Linked DNA regions of Hordeum vulgare: region 2 is linked to region 1. A link is a contact called in public Hi-C data. All regions are on one chromosome and are shown on one strand. The core of a region is the stretch at or near the end of the contact, and the rest is flanking DNA. Distances in the headings are between cores, read along the strand shown. Region 1 holds the start of LOC123443733 (chaperone protein dnaJ 49). Region 2 holds the start of LOC123443735 (casein kinase I-like).

Region 1 (6,712 bases), core at 1,319-3,818:
TTCCATATGTAGGCAACTGTTCAATGCAAACGCTCAAATGTACCATTCTGCACGTAGAGGTTATAAAAATAAAAATAAAAACAGCCAGAACAAGAGGCTTAACAAATATGGGCATGCCACTGTTACATGGCTAGACTGAAGATATAGAATGACTGACAGCTTCCTATGGGCATGCCACTGGTTACAAAAATCAAGCATAGGGCATAAGACCAATTGATATAGTCAGGAAGATATGATAAACAAAGCTTAGAATATGTGGAACTTCTGTAACTCTTCAAAAACTAGGAAAAGAGGCACGCATACATTAGTAATAGCACAGCTTCCATGGCTTAGGGCCAGTTCTTTTGGGCGGCTTGAAAAATAAGCTACCTCTCCCTAGCTTAAAAAATAAGCCACCTTTAAATTTGTTGAGACTTCTCAATTAGTTATCCCATAACAAGTTTAGAAGCCCCAACTAATAAGCGAGGCGGCTTATGGGAAAAGATGGGGATGAGGCGGCTTATTTTTTAAGTTGCCAAAAGAACTGGCCCTTAGCATGGCTATAAGTTTTATACTGAAATCCAGATAATAGTATCAGAACCACTAATCAAAACCATATGAAACAGGATGCATAGATGATTGTTCGATTATCTATCGGTCCATCATACAGGCTGCTAGCTGTCAGAGCAAGTTACAGTTACTCAGTTGTGTAGCTACGTAATTATGTACCGCCAAGTACTCAGTAGATACTTAATGTGTTGGATGGAGATGTCCATTAACTAGCATGAAATAACATCTACCACTATATCTCTTTCACAATCAAGACTGAATGGACATTCAGGTGAAAAGCAGAAAATTCACTTGCCATGTGTGTGCACCCACAACAAGGACCGAATAGAACTAGGAAAGAAGGCCTTAAAGTGTTGGTTATTACATCAGAACAGTAAAAATATCAAGATACAAGAATAAGGTTGCAAAGCACCACAGAAGGAGTATTAATGATAGTAGTATATTGCTACTGCAAAATAATGTGCAGGGAGAGTCAATCCACACCTTGTGGCATCGGAAGAATTACTGTGCTGTTGCCTCAAATTTCTGAAGCATATCACAGTGTGGTGTCTGGTAGGCTAGCCCCCATTGGCGACGCTGCAGCTCAACCCTACAATTCTGTGTTATTATCGAGTAGTAATCCCTCTCAACATGCCGCTCCAGTGTTGTACGCTCAGTGCTCTGGTGTGGATACTGATCCTCAAAATTAGGCAGCTTGACATAGTATGTTACTCCACGTTGGGTTTGAAATTTGTGCTCATAAGGGTAGGAGCGGGATAGGGAGTAGACTGGCTCAGAGGATGGCAGGAAGTTGAGCAACAGAAGCAGCAGGACAGGCAACAGCTGGACAAGCATACGGACAGTTGAACCACCAGAACCCTGCTGCGCACCATGAGCATGATGCATCCCGCCAGTCCTGAAATGAAACGTCCCAAACTGCCCAAACTGCCTGGTGGTGGCAGGAGCCATCCCACCAAAGAAGAAGTTCCTGAATATCTCATCCGGGTCAATGTCATCTTCGTAGAAACCATTGTATGAACGAGCAGTGGATGCCGCCCTCCTGTTGTATGCCGGCGGCTCTTCAGAACCAACAAGATCGAAGCGCTTGCGGCTCTCTGCATCGCTGAGGCACTGGAAGGCCTTGGAGACAGCCTTAAAGGCGTCCTCCGCACCAGGGGCCTTGTTCTTGTCAGGGTGCACCTTGAGAGAGAGCTTGCGGTAGGCCTTGCGCACGTCCTCGACAGTGCAGTCCTTTTCGAGGCCCAGGATCTTGTAATAATCCCTAGTGTGCTTCTTGATCTGGTGGACCACCTCCAGCTGCTCCTCTGTGTACGTCCTCAACCCAGCAGCATCACCGCCGCCCTCCTCCCCATCCTTCTTCTTGCCCTTCTGCTTCCTTTCTCTCAAGCCGTCAGCCCCGATTGGTTCTGCTGCTGTCGCTGCAGTTCGCGACGGCGGAGGCGGTGGGGGATGTGGGGCAGATGACGATGATGACGAGGCCGGTGAGGAGGACGGGTCATCCTTGTTGAGCAGCGGGTTGAGGAGGTGATCGATGGGGAGCAAGGGGTCCAGCCGCTTGGCCTTAGACAGAAACTTGAGGGCGCGGGCGGTATCCCCGGCGTCGAGGGCGTCCTTGCCGATGCGCAGGGCCTTGACAGCGTCGTCCTTGTTGCCATCCATGGCGGACGCGGCAGATCTGTGGCCCGCGACAGCGAGCGAGCCCTCCTCAAGCTTCTCTAGACGCCAGCACAGTCCGATCAGATCGGATCGGATCGGCTCCAGTCCAGTTTACTTCAATCCAATCAATCCAATCTGAGTAGGTAGTTCCGGAGAGAAAGCATAAGAACAGTTCCGCAGAAACCCTAAGACTAGACGAATTGGACGAACAAATATTCTTACCTCGCCGGAGTTGACTGGGGCCAGATCGGCAACGGCGCGGAGCAGGAGAGGTGGGGGAGATGGGGAGAGGATTGGGCAACGACGACGCGACGACCCGAACCTCTTTTGCTGGAAATTTTGTTTCCTTTTCGACGCGTGAAGGAAAAGAGTGCAGACTCTATTGGCCCAACGCGAGATGGTCCCACCTGTAGCAACTGTGCCGGCCCATATTTGTTTTTTGTTTGCTGGATTTTAATTCCCTTGGCTGTGTTTGTTAGCTGGGTTGATTTTGTGTTAAAAAAATTACACTAAAAAATATCCTAGGGCTTACCTAGGGTTTCATCTACTCTGGAGATTCTCACTTGAGTCAACCATATCATCGCGTTGAGTCGGCACGTGTGCCGCGGAGCGGGAGTTCGTGAAGCAAGGAACAATTGAAGACTTGATCTGAATGACAGAACCGCGGGGCGGCAGCAACGAAGAGGGAAGTGGAGACCGGGAGGGTAGATGAGGATGTGCAGATATCATCCTCCAGTGTTGAGGGATCTGGTGTAGATGGAGGAAGAGAAAGGGAAGAGCGATATGAGGAGGAAGAAGAATATCATACATGGGGCATATACCTAATCTCAATGATAGGTTCGAGGGTCTAAATCTATGTGGAGAGGAACAAACTAATCTTGATTTCTCTCGTGAACTTGACGAGCTAGTAAAAGAGGTTCGTTGGCTAGCCATATTCAAGGTACACACTACGAGGAATTTTAGCCACTCGGAGTTGTTACAATGGGGAGTAACTTGTTCATAGCCAAGTTTAGATTATTTGGGGATTGGAAAAGGGTGATGGACGGAGAGCCTTGGTTGTTTCGTACTGCAATTGTTGTCTTATAGGAGTATGATGGGTTCAGTGATGTGAACGACTACAAGCTTGACAAAATCATGGTATGGGCTAGAATCGAGGGGGCCTGTAAGGTTTGATGAGGAATAAAGAACTTGCAGAACGGGGTAGTGCAGAAGGTTGGTGTACCGCCTATAACAATGGTGGTTAGTGAAGGAATAATTAATACGTCAAAGTAATTGAGAGCTACAGTGTGTGTGATGCTAACATTCCGTTAGTTCGATTTGTGCTGGTAACTCTAAAGGGAACAAATATGTACCACTTTACTATGAGAAGCTTCCTGATTTATGTAATCTTTGTGGACTCATGGGACATGTGGTGGAAGAATGCGGAGATGGCATACATGAAACATGATCATATGAAGTATGAATGGGGAGAGTGACTCTTATGGAGTTTTGATGGAGTAGTTGGACGAAATTGAGGAAGAGGTGGAGGTAGAGGTGGTGGCGAGAGAGGTGGATGTACGACTCTAGGACGTGGAGGATGGGGACGGGGTGGAAGTGGACTAAACATGGGCACTAAAGCAAAAGTAGGTGATGAAACAATGGACATGGAATACACAACACAAAAAATTTGGTCTACTGATGTAGCGGCCCTGCGAGGGGTCCGAAAAAAGACTTGTGTGTCAAGATGGAACTGTTAATACACATGATCAACAGGAAGTAACTGTGCCACCCAGTTTGGTTGCTAGGAAGTACTAAATATATAGGTTGGACCTCCTATCTTAGTTGATGCCACTGTATTGGGTACACCAGGGAAAGTTTTGATAGGGAAAAGAAGAAGCTAAGGAGAAGAGATGGATAGTAATATTGATGATAATATGCAATCGATGACCTCCCTATAGGAGGAGGACCAAGCCTAATGAGTACATTATTTTGGAATTATCACGGACTTGCCAATGCCACGACAATTCGAGAACTTCGCAACCTTAGAAATGATTTATTTTTTATGCAATATTATGTGTGATAGAAACTCGGGTTAATAGGAAGCGAATAGAAGGATTGACAAGATCACTGGGATATCACAGGTGTTTTGATGTTGACAATGTTGGGATAAGTGGAGGCTTGGGTATTTTTGGAAGAATGTTGATTTTGAATTGATTATATACTCAAGAAGTCATATGGATGGTAAGGTTACTATCCTGGGAAAGGTTGTGTGGAGATTGACGTGCATATATGGGGAGTCCAATATAAGTGACATGCACAAAACATGGTAGCTTATGAAAGGCATACAAGGGGATCTTCTCTTCCTTCTGCTTTGGGGATTACAATGAAATACTTAAACCAGAGGAGAATGTTAGCGTTGGACCGAGACCAAGGAGAGAGATGCTAGCTTTCAAATAAGCTACAGACTTGTGTCAGCTGGTGGATTTGGGATACACCGGTACATAATGGACATGGGAAAAGAAAGAGTTCCTTTGGATGGGGCGCTTGCAACGCCAGACTGGTCGCTCATGTTAGCACGGGCGATGGTGAGACATTTATAGGTTGCATGTTCGGATCATTGTGCAGTTTAGTTGTGATCCAAGTTGGATAGTAGAGCAACAAGGCAAGACTGGTTACCTAAACATTTTAGATATGAAACCATGTGGGAAACTCATGACAAGTTCCATCCTTTATTAGAAGAAAAGTGGACGGAAAACTATGCTAGTAATGCAAGAGGGGTTAAGAACAAATTACAAACTTTTAGGGGAGCTTTAGATTTTGAGCAAGGATGAGTTCAGAAGTATGTCGAGGGAAATAATTAGGCTTAAAGAGGCCTTGAAACAATTGAGATAAGCCCAACGCATAAGAGGGCCGACCAAAGAAGAGATCAAGTTAAAAGACAAACTAGCAAAATTGTATCATAGGGAAGAAATAATGTGGTGGCAACGGCCACATGTCCTTCGGCTGAAGGAGGGTGATCAAAACACAAGATTCTTCCAACAAGAGGTTGTCGATGTCAAAACTGGCAGATCTCGGGTAGGGGGTCCCAAACTGTGGATCTTCGATCGATGGGTAACAGGTGACAAAGGAGACAATGTTTACCCAGGTTCGGACCCTCTTGATGGAGGTAAAACCCTACGTCCTGCTCTTGTTTATATTGATGATGAAGTATCGAGTATGAAGTTGATCTACCTCGAGATCATATTTCATGGTCTAAACCCTAGGAATAATGATCTTAACTTGTCCTATGAACTAAATCCCTTCGATTGATATAGATACCAGGGGTACTAGGGTTACACAATGTCGGTTACACAAAAGAGAAAACATGTTGATTACCACGTGGCCGTGGGGTGCACGCCAAGTCTTCGGAAGAGTCCATCTTGGATACAATGTTGTCTTGTAGTCCGGACTCCAGTGATGATTATGAGACGGTCCATGAGTCCGGCCCATGAAAGTAGATAAGCGGCCCGGGGATGCCTTATTCTCGGACTCCCTCGGTAGCCCCCAACTAGCCAGCAACACCACAGTCTTGATCTAACATCTATGGGAGTCCGGGACTAAGGGGTCCTTGGGTTGCCTTCCTATTCTAGTGGGTCGGACTCCTAGGCATGTTCGACCATCGGTAGAAGCATTGGTCTGAGGATGGACTCTTCCGAAGACTTAGCATGCAATCCAAGGCAATATAGTAATCGACATAATCCTTCTCTATTGTAACCGACCTTGTGTAACCCTAGTACCCCTGGCATCTATATAAGCTAGGGGGCATAGTTCGAAGGACACATTAAGCTCATTATGATTAGCGTTTAGATCACAACATCCGATCTCGCTGTAGATCAACTCTATACTCTGTACTATTCCATCAATAACAACAAGAGCATAATGTAAGGTTTTACCTCCATCAAGAGGGCCTGAACCTGGGTAAAAAATCGTCTTCATCATCTCTTATTACCCATCAACCCTAGATCTACAGTCCAGACCCCCTACTCGAGATCATCCGATTTTGACACCGACATTGGTGCATTCATTGAGAGCTTCGCTGTGTGGTCGCAAAAAGGCTCGATGGCTCGCTTGGTCATCAGCGACAACATCAAGTACAAGGATATCTTCAGCTCCGACCAATCCTCTGCTTTTAGCAGTACCATCCCGCACGTCAAGGCGGCTCATCATCAGATCAATGGGGTCACCCCTGGTTATGAACTTAAGTTTGGCAAGTTGGAATTCATTAGCAACACCTGGGGCGACCTGATCCTCTCCGGGGTTCCGGCTGTGGCTGAAAACCTCGAAAATTTTGAAGCTTTAACTTTGGGTCCTCTTCCCGACCTCGAGTCTGGAATAGATTCTAACCTTGATTCGGCCTCAAGCAAGGATCCCACTATGGAGTTCGGAGGCACGAGGGTCATCCCGCCCGAACACATGTCCGATGCCGAAGCCTCAGAATACAGTTCCGATAGGGCTCCGAGGGCCAGTCTGGCAAATCTCTCATGGTCAA
Region 2 (6,712 bases), core at 2,946-5,445, 590 kb before region 1:
CACATGGTGAAGTAGTTCAGAAAGTATGGCCTCGCTCCCCAATTTAACTTCAGCAGATCATATACTATACACGATTTGTAGGATCCATAAGAAGATACTGGTAGTGAAATTTAGGCCTTGTATGGCCTCGCTCCCCTATCATTGGCATCGAAATTTAGGCCTTGGATGCCCCTTATAGTGGACTCGTAGTTGTTGCTGATAGACTTGTGCCTGGGGTCAGAGTAGTCAAGCGTGTGTGAGGCCCTCCGTGGAGCTGAGTTTCTCTGGAATGTCCCTGGACTCACATCTGGTGCACGACTACGCGATGGTTCAGCTTCACTGCTTGGCAAATCTCGGCTACTAGAAACAGCAGGTCGCCTTGAGAACACGCCTGACCGACCCAAAAAAGTCGAACTGGACAACTACAGGTCATTCGAGGTTTGAGAAATTACATTGCAGAAGGATAAATAGGATCCTTCAGGCACCCAAAGAACACCATGGTAGCAATGCTAAACAAATGAAGCAGAACAAACTCACCACAGCTTCCTTCGGTGCGGACAGATCTGGTCTGACTGGTGACTTCTGTTTCGATAAGCTGCCTGCATTTATTCCTGTAGGTGGAACCTGACTTCGTGTAGGATCAGCTGACCACCCACTTATTCTTCCTTCTTCAGTGGCTAAATCAGTTCAGGAGACAGTTAGCCAACCTAACAGAACCTACTCGGCCCATGGATTAGCTGAAGGAATAATAAAACAACAGAAGAGTAGTTCTGAACATGCACCTGAAACAGGATGTGCTCCTATAAAGGGAAACAGTTTACGACCCTGCCTACTTACATACTCCCTCTGTCCCAGAAACAGTTTATGACCCTGCCTACTTACATACTCCCTCTGTCCCGAATTACTTGTCACTCAAATGCATGATCTAGCACTAAAATACGTCTAGATACATCCGTTTGAGTGACAAGTAATTTTGGACAGAGGAAGCATATTATATTACTACTATTATTGGTGTTGCATATAATTTTGCACAAAACATCAAACCATTATACTATTTCTTCAAATAACGAAATCTAATTATCAAAAATGCGACAATGTTAGTTGCAAGAAAAAAAAAACTACTATGACAAGATTACCTGACAGTCTATTATTACTTGCAATGGGAGCCATCCCCGAGCTTTGTCCTGCAGCGGCGGCCTACAACAACAGAATATGAACATTTATCAGATATTTATCTCCACGGACAAGTGCAGAAGGTTACCACTTTAAGCTGCACTGACAATAGCGCGTGGTGGAACACTGGTCATTTGTGACTGCTGGTACTTAAGAATGGTCCAGTCAAAAACATAATCAAACTGGAATCCTACACAGAAAAATATCCAATGAGAAGTGTCCCAAAGTAGTATTCCTTTTAAATGTTGTGATGCAAAACTTTATCTAGTAACATAAATAGAAAACCAACCCTCTCGAATAAAAAGATCTCTGAACAATCTCTTAAGGTATTGATAGTCTGGACTGTCTTCAAAACGTAGCGAGCGGCAGTAATGGAAGAATGACTGAAATTCAGAAGGGTATCCCCGACACAAAGCCTGAAATCGAACAAAACAATTAATACACACACTAGTTAAGTCATGATTGAACTTAAAATGCACGAGAATCACCTCAATTGAAGTGGCAATCTTCCGTTCGCTGATTTTCTCATACTTCTGTTTCTTCGTACCGGCTTTTAAACCCTGCCATGGGAGACTGGTAACAGGGGGGCTGTTAGAACACACCAGATGACAGAAAAACAGAATGATATGAGGCTCCATGACCAACCTTCCTCTCAAGAAGTACATGAGTACATATCCAAGAGACTCCATGTCATCCCTTCTGCTTTGTTCTATTTAAAAAGCATCAACCTTTATTCTTTAAACAAGATGGTCCATTTAAAGGCAAGAGAGATTTAATGAAGAAACGTTAACATGGTGCACTTAAAGATATGCATAACAGATAAATGGATCTAATGTTCAACTTGTGAAGTGGACTGACCAATTCCAAGATGGGTGCTTACACTCGCATATCGAGCTGTCCCAGTCAAATTTTTGTTCTCCCTGTTTTTCAATACACATTTGTCATATAGGCTATAGGTAGACAAGTACAAAATCTTTATTAAGAGAAGGATGCTTGGTAATACATATATCTATTATGCCATCAATACGATTTCATGTAGAAACACAGTCCTGTTATGGTGCCCAGTAAAGTAACATCAGCCGTTACCAAAGCAACTAAAATAAATTAATGCAGACGTGCAAATGACAATTGACTCAACCATCAGCCTAGATATACCGGTATGGAATGTGTTGATGTGTTGAAGTGTCCCTGTATTTCTTTGCTAGTCCAAAATCAATCATATATACCTACAAGAACATTAAGGACAAGATATAAGCGCATATACATAATATTCTAAATAACTCCTAGACCTGTAGGCAGGTGAACAGCACAAAATATGACTGACCTGATTTGCTCTCTTTCCAAGGCCCATGAGAAAATTGTCTGGCTTAATATCTCGATGCAAGAAGGACTTTGAATGTATAAATTCAACTCGGTTTATCTAATAAAAATGGAAGTTAAATGAATTTAACCAGATAAAATCATCAAATAATAAAACAAAAATGTCAAGGACTAGCTAATCTCTATTATTGAGTATACCATTTGATCAGCAAGCATCAGAACAGTTTTGAGTGACAATTTTCTGTTGCAAAAGCTGAAAAGATCTTCAAGGCTTGGCCCCAAAACATCCATAACAAGAACATTATAGTCACCCTCAACACCAAACCACTTGACATTTGAAATCCCAGCTGCACAACCAAAAATGTGTGTATCAGCATCACAACAGCAAAGAATAAATTATATTTATGGTCAAAGGAAAGAAAATGAACGGGTATTACTTCCGCCCTGCAGTACCCTGTACAACTTTGACTCATACAGCAACTGAGGATGCTTTGTCTTCACATTTTCCTGGACAGAGCAAGATCATAAGGCCTTATCAGTCTTAACAGAACAAAGCCTGCAATAGTTTTGGAGAAATGGACTAAGCATGGCATCATAACAACCATTATACTGACACCAATAATGCAGCGACATTTTTCCAAAGCACGCCACAAATAAGGGACTAAAATTAGAACTTCAGAACTGAAGCAAACAAGTACAATCTTGCTGATGCACTAGAGGATATGGAGGTGGTTGGGCTGCATTCACCATCTATCAACTTTTCGTCTCCTCTATTTTCGATACTCTCTCTGACGTTTAATTCTTGGGAACTAAAATGAAGTAATGCAAGATAGCAAATGCAGGAGAGCTTACACGGCTCAGTCCGTATAAAAGCTACCCGTGGTCCTTGTTAGGAAATAGTTTTCAATGACTCTTGCTTCTGTACACACCATTTACCCTTTAAGCGCAGATGGAAGTGATTGGTAAAGAAGTTTGACTGAGAGCTACCAATTCGCGAAACATAAGCCTGAAGAACAGCCAGGGAACATATACTCTTGTTATTGTACTTCCCGCAAGAGTGAGATATAAGATTGTCACTCTAATCTTTGGGCCCATTTCTTTCAGAAAATCGTCAATTATCAAACTTGCACCCATATCAAAAAAGAAAATACTAGCACTAAAAGCAATACTGCCACTGATTATAAACCATAAACACAACTATACTTTAATCCAAGAGAACTGACGCATCAACTCACAAGCTTAATCGCGACCTCCTCGTTGGTCTGCACGTTAGTACCTGCACCGGCAACCCAGAGAAAGTGAAAACACCCGACGACTTAATCAGCAATCCAGCAGAAAGAGGACAAAGGCGGGAGCTTTAGCATCAGAACGGTTTGTTCAGGCGGGGAAACAGCACACGAACCGAGGTAGATCTCCCCGAACGAGCCGCTGCCGAGCTTGCGGCCGAGGCGGTACTTGTTGCCCACGCGCGGCTCCATCGGCGGCCGCGCACGCACACACGCCACAGAGCCGCCGCCTAGGTTGAGGGCATCCAGCTACGGAGGAACCTGAGCCAGGGAGGAATTGCGGAGATTGGTAGCTAGGGTTTGAGCGGGGATAGAAGTGTGGGATTGGGGATATTCTTTTTCGTTGTGGGGTGGTGGTGCTTTGCTTTCGCGGTGGTGCTTTGCTTTCGCGAGCATCACCCACCAGCCACCACGCTCCGCTGAAACAGAATTCTTGGAAAGTGGAGGTGCCGGTGTGAGAGATTAACATCGCAACTAGGACCTGCGAAAGTGACGAAAATGCTATTCTAAAATCCGAAATAAATAGGAAGAAACCAATATTAATTCAGAATATATTTTTACAACAAACATTACTTTGTTTTCTAACTGCGTGTAAATTTTAGTGATGAAATGAAATTCGTGGGTGTGTGGGAAAAAACAAAATGTGTGCTCCAAAAGGAATTCCAAAATATTCTTTTTAGATTGGCCATAGTGTGAGTAACTAAGTTAGTATCATGTAATTGGGACTAGCAAACATGCTGATGTGGCAGGCAATTAAAGAAAAGAGATGGTTAGAGTAACATAGGTAGATACCGTAACATGTTAAATGATATGCTACTATATGTCATGCATGTCAATAAATAAGGTCACATATGATACTAGTTTATGATACTATGCACTATGAAGATAGTACTCCCTCCGTCCCAAAATAAGTGTCTCAACTTTATACTAGCTCTAGTACAAAGTTGTACTAAGCTCGAGACACTTATTTTGAGACGGAGGAAGTATCATACAATAGTATCATATGCATGATACTACTATATGATACTCCCCACTATGACCAGCCTTAGCATAGATTTTGTTCTTTAGACCTCGGGAATGTCATTCCATCATGATTTTTTGTGTGTAGATGATACATCTATCAGTATTGAGATAATTACAACTATGATACATGTAGTATCTGATACATAACAAGACGGTCCTTGCACTCATCGATTGCTCCAAAACGATCCTCATATACGCAGATACGCTTTAAAACAGTCCTTTTGTACATATCAAGCTATGAACGTGGTTGGGTTAGTGCCACATCATCAGGTGGGTTGGTTGACCGCATTGGTTCACTTGGTAATTTTGGAATCATCCCCTACACACCTCGGTGCGTCCAATTTGAGCCCAAGTATCGCCTTCGTCATTGTCGTGTCAAAACCGACGCATCTCGGGTAGAGGGTCCGAGGCTGTGGATCTTGGATCAATGGGGAACAGGAAACACACGGACAATATTTACCCAAGTTCGGGCCCTCTCTGAGAGGTAAAACCCTACGTCCTGCTTGATTATATTGATGTGTGTATGACAATTACATAGTCATCTATCACAGGATGAGATGAACTAAACCCTAGATGAGTAGGATAATGGTTCTCCACCCCTCTACGAACTAAACCCTCCGGTTTATATAGACACCAGGGGTGCCTAGGATTACACATGGTCGGTTGCCATGAGGGAATAAACATGTCGATTCTACCATCTTGACTTGGAGGACACGCCAAAGCACCGGAGGTTTCCTTCGTGAACATGGAGTCACCTTATAGCCCGGCCTTCCACTAATAGCCACATAGCGGCCCACTTATCCGGCCTATAAGAGATAGACCAGCGGCACGAGGACCCTTTAGTCCCGGACTTCCTGAGTAGCCCCCAAACTAACCTTCAATGTCGGGGTCTAGATCCCTAGCACCTTCACGCGCACAAAGTCTCCGGCTTGCGGGGCGAGTTCTTCTCCCCCTTTATGTTCGGCCAGTACTAGTTTGACCACCGATTACTTCCCGATTTTCAAACAGTATGTGCTACTTAGCCTCGAAGGTCAACCGCTTGAGTGTGAACAATGCCTTCGGCTGCCAACTTTTAGCAAAAGGTCACGACCACTAACCATTTATGAAAGCTCGATTCGTGATTCGAGGCAATTCCTCCATTGGCACGTCCCATTAATATGCAGATTGTGCCCCGTTTTTAAGGATGTCATCAATGATTTGGGCTATCCCACGCGCGCATAACAACACGATTATATTGGGAGATGGCGAGGTCTGCGGCGTAGTAAAGGGGCTCTTGGTATTATGGCAGCTTGTAAAAGGGAAAGAGCCACCAAATCCTCCATACGCTTCTCAGATCCTCCATTATTGTCGCCTTTCCCTATCTCTTGAGCTCTAAGCACCCAGATCCATCCCTCCCTCAAATCTCCTCAGGCCACTCCCCTGGTTCGGTCATGGCCGGTTCTGGTTCCAAGGGAAAGTGGGAGGCCTCCAGTGTCACCGACGACGACATCCAGGAGCTGAAGCGCGCCGACTATCTTCCGGTCAACCTAGTCCACCGCGCTCCAGAGGAGGGCTAGGCCATCCCCATGTCAAGACAAGGCGAGAGAGTGGTGTTCATCCCTCATTTCATCTGGGGACTTGGATTCCCGCTCCACCCCTTTGTAAGGGGTTTGATGTTCTTCTACGGGTTGGATTTTCACGATCTCGCCCCGAACTCCTTCTTGCATATTTCGACCTTCATTATTATCTGCAGGCCTTTCTACGGGTCTAGCTAAACTTTGGCTTGTGGCTAACGGTCTTTGATGTTAAGGCGAATATAGTCGATAACCAGCAGGCGCACTATGGGGACGATGATCAGCAAGCTCCCCCGGGTTGAGCGGACGGAAGGTACCTTTATAGATACCGTCAAAATCTGGCAAAAATAGTGGTTTTATATCACCGAACCACGCGAC

The links. Hi-C and Micro-C count contacts between places; a contact is called where the count stands out from the background.
Region 2: a Hi-C map of seedling shows a contact between it and region 1, with 6 times the contacts expected there. The contact joins the promoter of LOC123443735 here to the promoter of LOC123443733 in region 1. A contact is called at or near these places in 4 of 6 Hi-C or Micro-C datasets (leaf and seedling) and 1 of 1 datasets of contacts at active chromatin or transcription factors (embryo).

Annotation. Positions count from the first base shown.
Region 1 is chr3H:320,221,877-320,228,588 of MorexV3_pseudomolecules_assembly, reverse strand. LOC123443733 (chaperone protein dnaJ 49) reads right to left here and starts at 2,568. Exons shown (of 3, transcript XM_045120245.1): 1 at 2,428-2,568; 2 at 1,033-2,340. The coding sequence starts at 2,208. The coding sequence ends at 1,051.
Region 2 is chr3H:320,808,681-320,815,392 of MorexV3_pseudomolecules_assembly, reverse strand. It overlaps LOC123443735 (casein kinase I-like), which reads right to left and starts at 4,195. Exons shown (of 13, transcript XM_045120248.1): 1 at 3,875-4,195; 2 at 3,708-3,748; 3 at 2,910-2,979; 4 at 2,671-2,819; 5 at 2,477-2,572; 6 at 2,308-2,378; 7 at 2,011-2,072; 8 at 1,798-1,861; 9 at 1,442-1,725; 10 at 1,260-1,342; 11 at 1,116-1,176; 12 at 517-656; 13 at 1-393. The coding sequence starts at 3,950. The coding sequence ends at 340.